Regions from separate parts of the Zea mays genome. Here region 1 is linked to region 2. The links are chromatin contacts, called in public Hi-C maps. All regions are on one chromosome and are shown on one strand. The core of a region is the stretch at or near the end of the contact, and the rest is flanking DNA. Distances in the headings are between cores, read along the strand shown.

Evidence for each region. A called contact is a pair of places that touch in the nucleus more often than the background predicts.
Region 1: a contact with region 2 is called in a Hi-C map of leaf, with 2.6 times the contacts expected there. The contact joins the promoter of LOC103642187 here to the promoter of LOC103642186 in region 2. A contact is called at or near these places in 6 of 25 Hi-C or Micro-C datasets (ear, endosperm and leaf).

What each region holds. Positions count from the first base shown.
Region 1 is chr10:150,087,132-150,090,334 of Zm-B73-REFERENCE-NAM-5.0, forward strand. It overlaps LOC103642187 (pentatricopeptide repeat-containing protein At3g50420), which reads right to left and starts at 1,808. Exons shown (of 3, transcript XM_020545897.2): 1 at 1-1,808. The coding sequence starts at 1,781. It overlaps LOC100273567, which reads right to left. Exons shown (of 9, transcript NM_001147985.2): 9 at 3,201-3,203.
Region 2 is chr10:149,866,784-149,869,661 of Zm-B73-REFERENCE-NAM-5.0, forward strand. LOC103642186 reads right to left here and starts at 1,438. Exons shown (of 3, transcript NM_001415861.1): 1 at 1,178-1,438; 2 at 976-1,097. The coding sequence starts at 1,326.

The DNA of each region.
Region 1 (3,203 bases), core at 558-3,057, 220 kb after region 2:
GTGTAGTGTTTGAACCCTGGTACAATGCCGTCATTTATCATGCAGAACCAATAAAGCTTTCCTTTCTCAACCAGTCCACAATGGCTACAAGTAGAAAGGAGTGAGATGTATGTTACATGGTCAGGTTGCAGATCACTACGAATCATGTCACCAAATAGTTTGAATGCCATTTCAGAATCCCCGTGGTTGCCATATCCTCCTATCATAGCATTCCAGCACTTCAAATCTGGCTTCTGTATGGTGCAGAAAACAGAATAGGCACGAAGAAGAGTACCATTTTTCGCGTACATATCAACAAGGCTTCCAGAGACACAAATATTTCCTTCATAGCCACTTTTTACCACTTGAGCATGGAGCATTTCCCCTTGCTTAAGACCTGCAAGATCTGCTGCGGAGTTCAAAGCACTGCTAAGAGAGAAATTATCAGCCTTGTGCCCAACCTCCAGCATGCCAATAAAATATTTCAATGACAATTCTCCTTCACCTAGTGCAGAATGGCCAGCTACCATCTCAGTCCACATGATAACATCTTTCACCATAACGGAATCGAACAAAATGTGAGCAGACTCTGGATCCTCATTTGTGAAATACATATTGAGAAGTGTATTCGCAACAAAGACGCTGCTCTCCAACCCAGCCTTGATCACACAAGCATGAAGCGGTTTGCCGCTACACATTGCTGGTAAAGAAGCAGCTGCAGCCACCACTGCCGCAAATGTGTACTCATCTGGAGCCAGCCATTCAGAGGACACAGCCTTGAGCTTCACAAAGGCCTGCACTGCGGTCCATCCGTCCGCAACGCCAGAAAATCCAGAAATTATGGTATTCCATGACACCAAGTCTGGTGTTTCGATCCTCCGAAACACAAGTACTGCAGTGTCTAGATCACCACAGCAGCAGTACATATCAAGCAGCGCATTATGCAAAGGCAAATCAGGATCAAGCTCCTCTGATTTCACCACCCATCCATGTAGCGCACGCCCATGGTGCAAGTCCCCAGAGCGCCCGCACCCACTCAGCACCGAAGAAAGGGTGCTCTCTGTAGGCGCCAGCCCAGTGCTCACCATCCGGCAGAACTTCCGCAGGGCGCGGTCCAGGTAATCGTACCGTACGTTGCAGTGCATCACGCAGTTCCACGCCACCACATCCGGCGTCATCATTTCGTCGAACACCTGGTTAGCGTCCCTCGGCGACCCGCACCCGGAGTACATCTGGAGCAGCGCGGTCGGCACAATGTCGCTGGCGAGGAAGCCGAGCGCCGAGGCATGCGCGTGTGCCGCGGCCCCCGCGCGGCCGTCGCGCAGTGCGCCGGCGGCGCGGAGGACGGCGCAGAGGCTGGGGGCGGTCGGGCGGAGACCCGACGAGTGCAGGCCGCGGAAGAGCCCGAAGGCGTCCTGCGCGTGCCTTGGGGTGCGCGAGAGAGCGGAGAGGACGGTGTTGTAGGAGATCACGGAGGGGCACGGCGTGGAGCGGAGGAGGGCGAGGGCGTCGGGGACCGCGGAGAGGCGGCAGTAGAGGGCGAGCAGCTGGTTGACGAGGAAGGTGGGCGGGCGGGGCGCGGACGGCAGGGACGAGACCACGAGGAGCGCGTGCAGCGCGCGCGCGCGGCGGAGGACGGCGCGCGGCGGGGAGCGGGTGCCGAACAGCGCCTCGGCCGCCGCGGCGAGCGCCGGCTCCAGGTTGTGGAAGCCGAGGCGCAACGACATGGAGAGCGGCACGCGCGCTGGGGCAGTGCACGTGCGCGCGCAGTGCTGCACGGGTGTCCGACAGTGCCGAACCATCTTGCATTTTAGACAATAGTTCCTGCACTGCACAACCCTCGTTCTCATAATTGAGGACATATCCTGTGCAATCACTCATTTTGGTGCAAGCGTGCAATCAAACTATCCAGAGCATCCAATCTAGATCCAACGGTTTCATATGGAAGGGGTTAAAAGTAAAATAGGTACCATGTTTTAGATGGAAGGGGTTAAATATAAAATAACAGTCATCATTAGATCTAGATCGGATGCACCAGATCGCTTGATTGCATGCTTACACCAGGATAAGTGATTGCATAGCATATTTTCCCCTCATAATTCATCTATAATTTCAATACACGTAAACAAAAAAATCATCATAATTCAGTTTATGCATCGCATACCTATATAAATTTATATGTCCACATCCATTGAATTCACGATTACATAACTACATAGAAAATAAGTTCATACAATGCCATATCCTGACAAACGAAGTCTGTGCAACAACTGCATGCAGCATAGAAACAAAGATGTCACTAAAGGTTGACCACCACCATCATCTCGTTGATTATTTGAGTTTTGAAAGCTACATCCACCACTAACGAATAATTGATTCGCCCATTGATTCACTGGATCATAAACCAGTGCATCCCCCTCGGCCCTCGGTGCCGCTAAGTAAGGAGTTCCAAGGTCGTGGGTACTCAAGGGAGACGTCCGTCACAGCTAGGGGCTCCGGATAGTCAGGGGGGCATTAGAACTTTCTGGAATCCTATGTGTTCAAGGGTTAGCCACCTTGGCGTACTTCTAAATAGGGCTAGACGAAATGCTCGTGACTCGCTGGCTCGCTCGGTTCATAGTCAGCTCGGCTCGGCTCGTTTAAACTTTTTCACGAGCTGAGCTGACAACCTAGCTCGGTTCGTTAACGAGCCAGCTCGCGAGCTAAACGAGCTACCATATTCCAGCAAAACAAAACTATACGCATATCATTTACAGAATAATTGATGAACATGTTATATATATGTGAGGTGCCTATGGCTTATGAATCAATATAATAATTAATGAACTATGTCTATGTGTTAATTTGGTCTATGCAAATATAATTATGGATTAAACTGATGAACATGTAAGTGAATTATGAATTAATGAGTGATGAATTGTGCTAATTTGGTGTTATATTGACGTGGTTTGTGAAACTATGAATATAATTACTATTTCTATTGTTAAATTAGTTTGAAATTAACTAAAAATAATTATTATATATATTTTATTTTTGTTCTGTTCTGGCTCGCTAGCTAAATGAGACAGCTCGAGCTCGTAAACGAGCCGAGCCGACTCTATGACTCGTTACCTTAACGAGCCGAGCTGGCTCGTTAGCTTAACGAGTCAGCTCGAACTCGAACGAGCCGACTCGTTGTCCACCATTACTTTTGAAGTGGTGAAAAAAAAGAGTAGAACATCTGG
Region 2 (2,878 bases), core at 188-2,687:
AGCTAAAACCAGATCTTATTAATATTTTACGAATAAAGAAGGCCAATAATGGAATCGGTAGATCAATCAACAAGATTGCAATGACTAGTCCCAACGAGATTGTGTTCCTTCTGTTTGCAACTAGGATTCTGTCGTGGCACCATACACCCGGAAAAGCCAATCAAACTTTTCACATAAATAAAAAAAGACAACAAATATACATATACAGTAACGAGCTACTGTAAAATAAAACAATACAAAGCCTGAAACTAGTTTTGCTATAAACTGCTAGCATTTTAAGTCCTTCACACTAGTGTAACTCTGAAAGGCACGTTGAATGCATTCATTATTCATCACTGCATACATAAAGATCCCTGTTGATCACTTTTTTGTTATAATTGCAAAATAAAAAGGTTATACAAAATCTAAACTACTGATACAGTGGACAATTGGCATAGATGTAAAACTAGCTCGGTAGAACAACAATCGAGCACAATTGAACTAATTGATACTAAACCACAAATAGAAAGGAATATCAACATGCATTTCAGTATCACATAGCTTAAAAAGGAGTTTCATCAGGACAGGACGTTATTCATTCAGTATCAGCCATGAGCTTAGGGCTGGAAAGCACTACGATGCACGAGTTACTAAACTCACCGGTCACTCACATGACTCCTGTATCTAGGTTTCTCTGGTGTGTAAGACTGTAAGTAGAACAAACAAAATATCTGATGAGTACTGTGCAATGAGCTCAGTTCGTGAATTGCTTGATCTCTGAGAAATCGGTTAGAGAAATGATGTGGCCATGCTGGCAAAACGTTATGCTTAAATTAGCGATCTGACGGCGCTTGAGGCCTTCTCCTTCTCTTTCAACCTTATCCGAAACCCGAAAAACCTCAAAATGCACAATCACACGAAAGTGTTGGAGAGCAAGCACGGATACAAATATTTGACAGCAAGCCGTTGGTAACAACCCAGAACAAAAAGGGTTACCTTGTGAGAGCGAGCACCAGCAGGAGGAGTCGACGGCGATGCAGGACCTAAGCCGCGCGGCAGCCACCGCGCTGTGCAGCGGCATTAGCGTTTCCAGCCCCGCCGACGCCGCGGCCGCCGACCTGCACCGACACCAGAACGCCTAAGTGAGCGCACGCGCCGAATCCCATCCGGACCAGTAGCCAGGGAGCCGGCTCGCTACCTGCGGAGGATCCGGGCGGAGCGGGTAGCGGAAGGCGAGGCAAAGGAAGGTAGTGGCGCTCCGAGGACGCGGCCGGTAAGGGGCGCGGAGCGGACCGCCGACCTCAGGGCCACGACAGCGGCAGCAGCGGTGCGGGACAACGATGCCATTTCCCCTCTCGGCCTCTCCCCCTGCCTTGTCGGCTGTCGCGTCGGTGTCGGAGCAAAACCTCGTCGTGTTGGAGAGGGTAAAACCCTAGACACTACTAGGTTTGGGCCGAGCGACCTTCATCTGGAGGATTTTGAGATTTTGTATGGGCCGGAGCAGGAGAAAATTGGGTGGCCCGTGGATGGATTCACGAAAGCTGAGAACAGTTTTGCTCTGGTGTTCAGAATAGAAGGCTGGAAGACTGACCGCGGTGGCTTCTAAAAATCTTTTAGAAACACTCTAAAACCACAGCGATTATCACTAAAAACACTCTAAATTTAATGATAGATTCTCCTACCCCTAAGTCTAGAGTGTTTTCGGTTTTTCCTAAAAATTTTATAGTCTAAAGTACAAATTAAATACATAATTAATATGTACATACCGAGAGATGACAATGGACCCCGATCATCGATTCCCCGCAGGGAATTATTCCATTAGGGCATGTTCGTTTGTATGGTGATTAGAGGGATTGAGGGGATTAAATACTCTTATATTTAGGGCTCGTTTGGCAAAGCTCCAGCTCCTGCTTCTTTAGCTCAAGATCCTGATCCTCGTGAGGAGCTGATCCTTCTGATTCTCCTAGAGAATCAGAATCATTTTTAAAACCGTTTGGCAAGTAAACTGATTCTTGTCTACTGAGAGTTGGTGGTCTGTGGCGATTGTCTGTTTTACCCTTTGCAGTTCAACTTTGTTACAAACCAATAAGTATGATGCATATACAGAAAAAAAAATATGAAACAATAACATATAAAATATTCCCATCATAGTAGTGCATAAAATGGTCTCAAATGTTTAATCCATAAATTGGCTCGTTATGTTTTTGTCCAATATCAATTGCGGGTAATTTCGATCAAACTTTAAGGGGAGGTCCATATTTGGTTGGTTGAGGAGCTGTTTTAAGGGAGGGTGGAGCAGGTTTTTTTAGATCCCACCTTTCTTCACAAAAACGACTCTCAATCTTTCGGCTCCACACGAGAATCAGTTTAAAAAAATACCTGTTTGGCACGGCTCCTTCAGATCCTCGCTTAGAATCAGGAGCTGGAGCTGTGCCAAACGGGCCCTTAATTTTGAATAGAAGATGAATTTAATGTCCCTCAATCTACCCCTAACTGAACAAGTCTTTAGGATGGAGATGGAAAAGTTTTTTCCCTTCCAAGGATGTAAATGGAAAAAAAAATCCCCGACGCGTAAACAGGGACGAGGACGGGGAATTATTCCACAACCCTTGGGACCCGTTAAACATGCACACAACGATGTTTTCGTTCAATGGTTAAGGGTAAAATAAATAATTACCTTGTTAAGAGATCACTCGTTATACAAATATGTTCATTTTGATGTACACATAATAGTTTCTTAATCTAACAATGCCTATAAGTGGCGATGTTTTGAATTAATAACAAACGAAGTGTGTCCTAATTATAATTTAGGTTGGAATACGGATCCCTGTCAGGGTTTATCCCCGCGGGGAACGGTATGAGAAAGAAATGACACGCACGAGCATTTGTGGGGATCCCC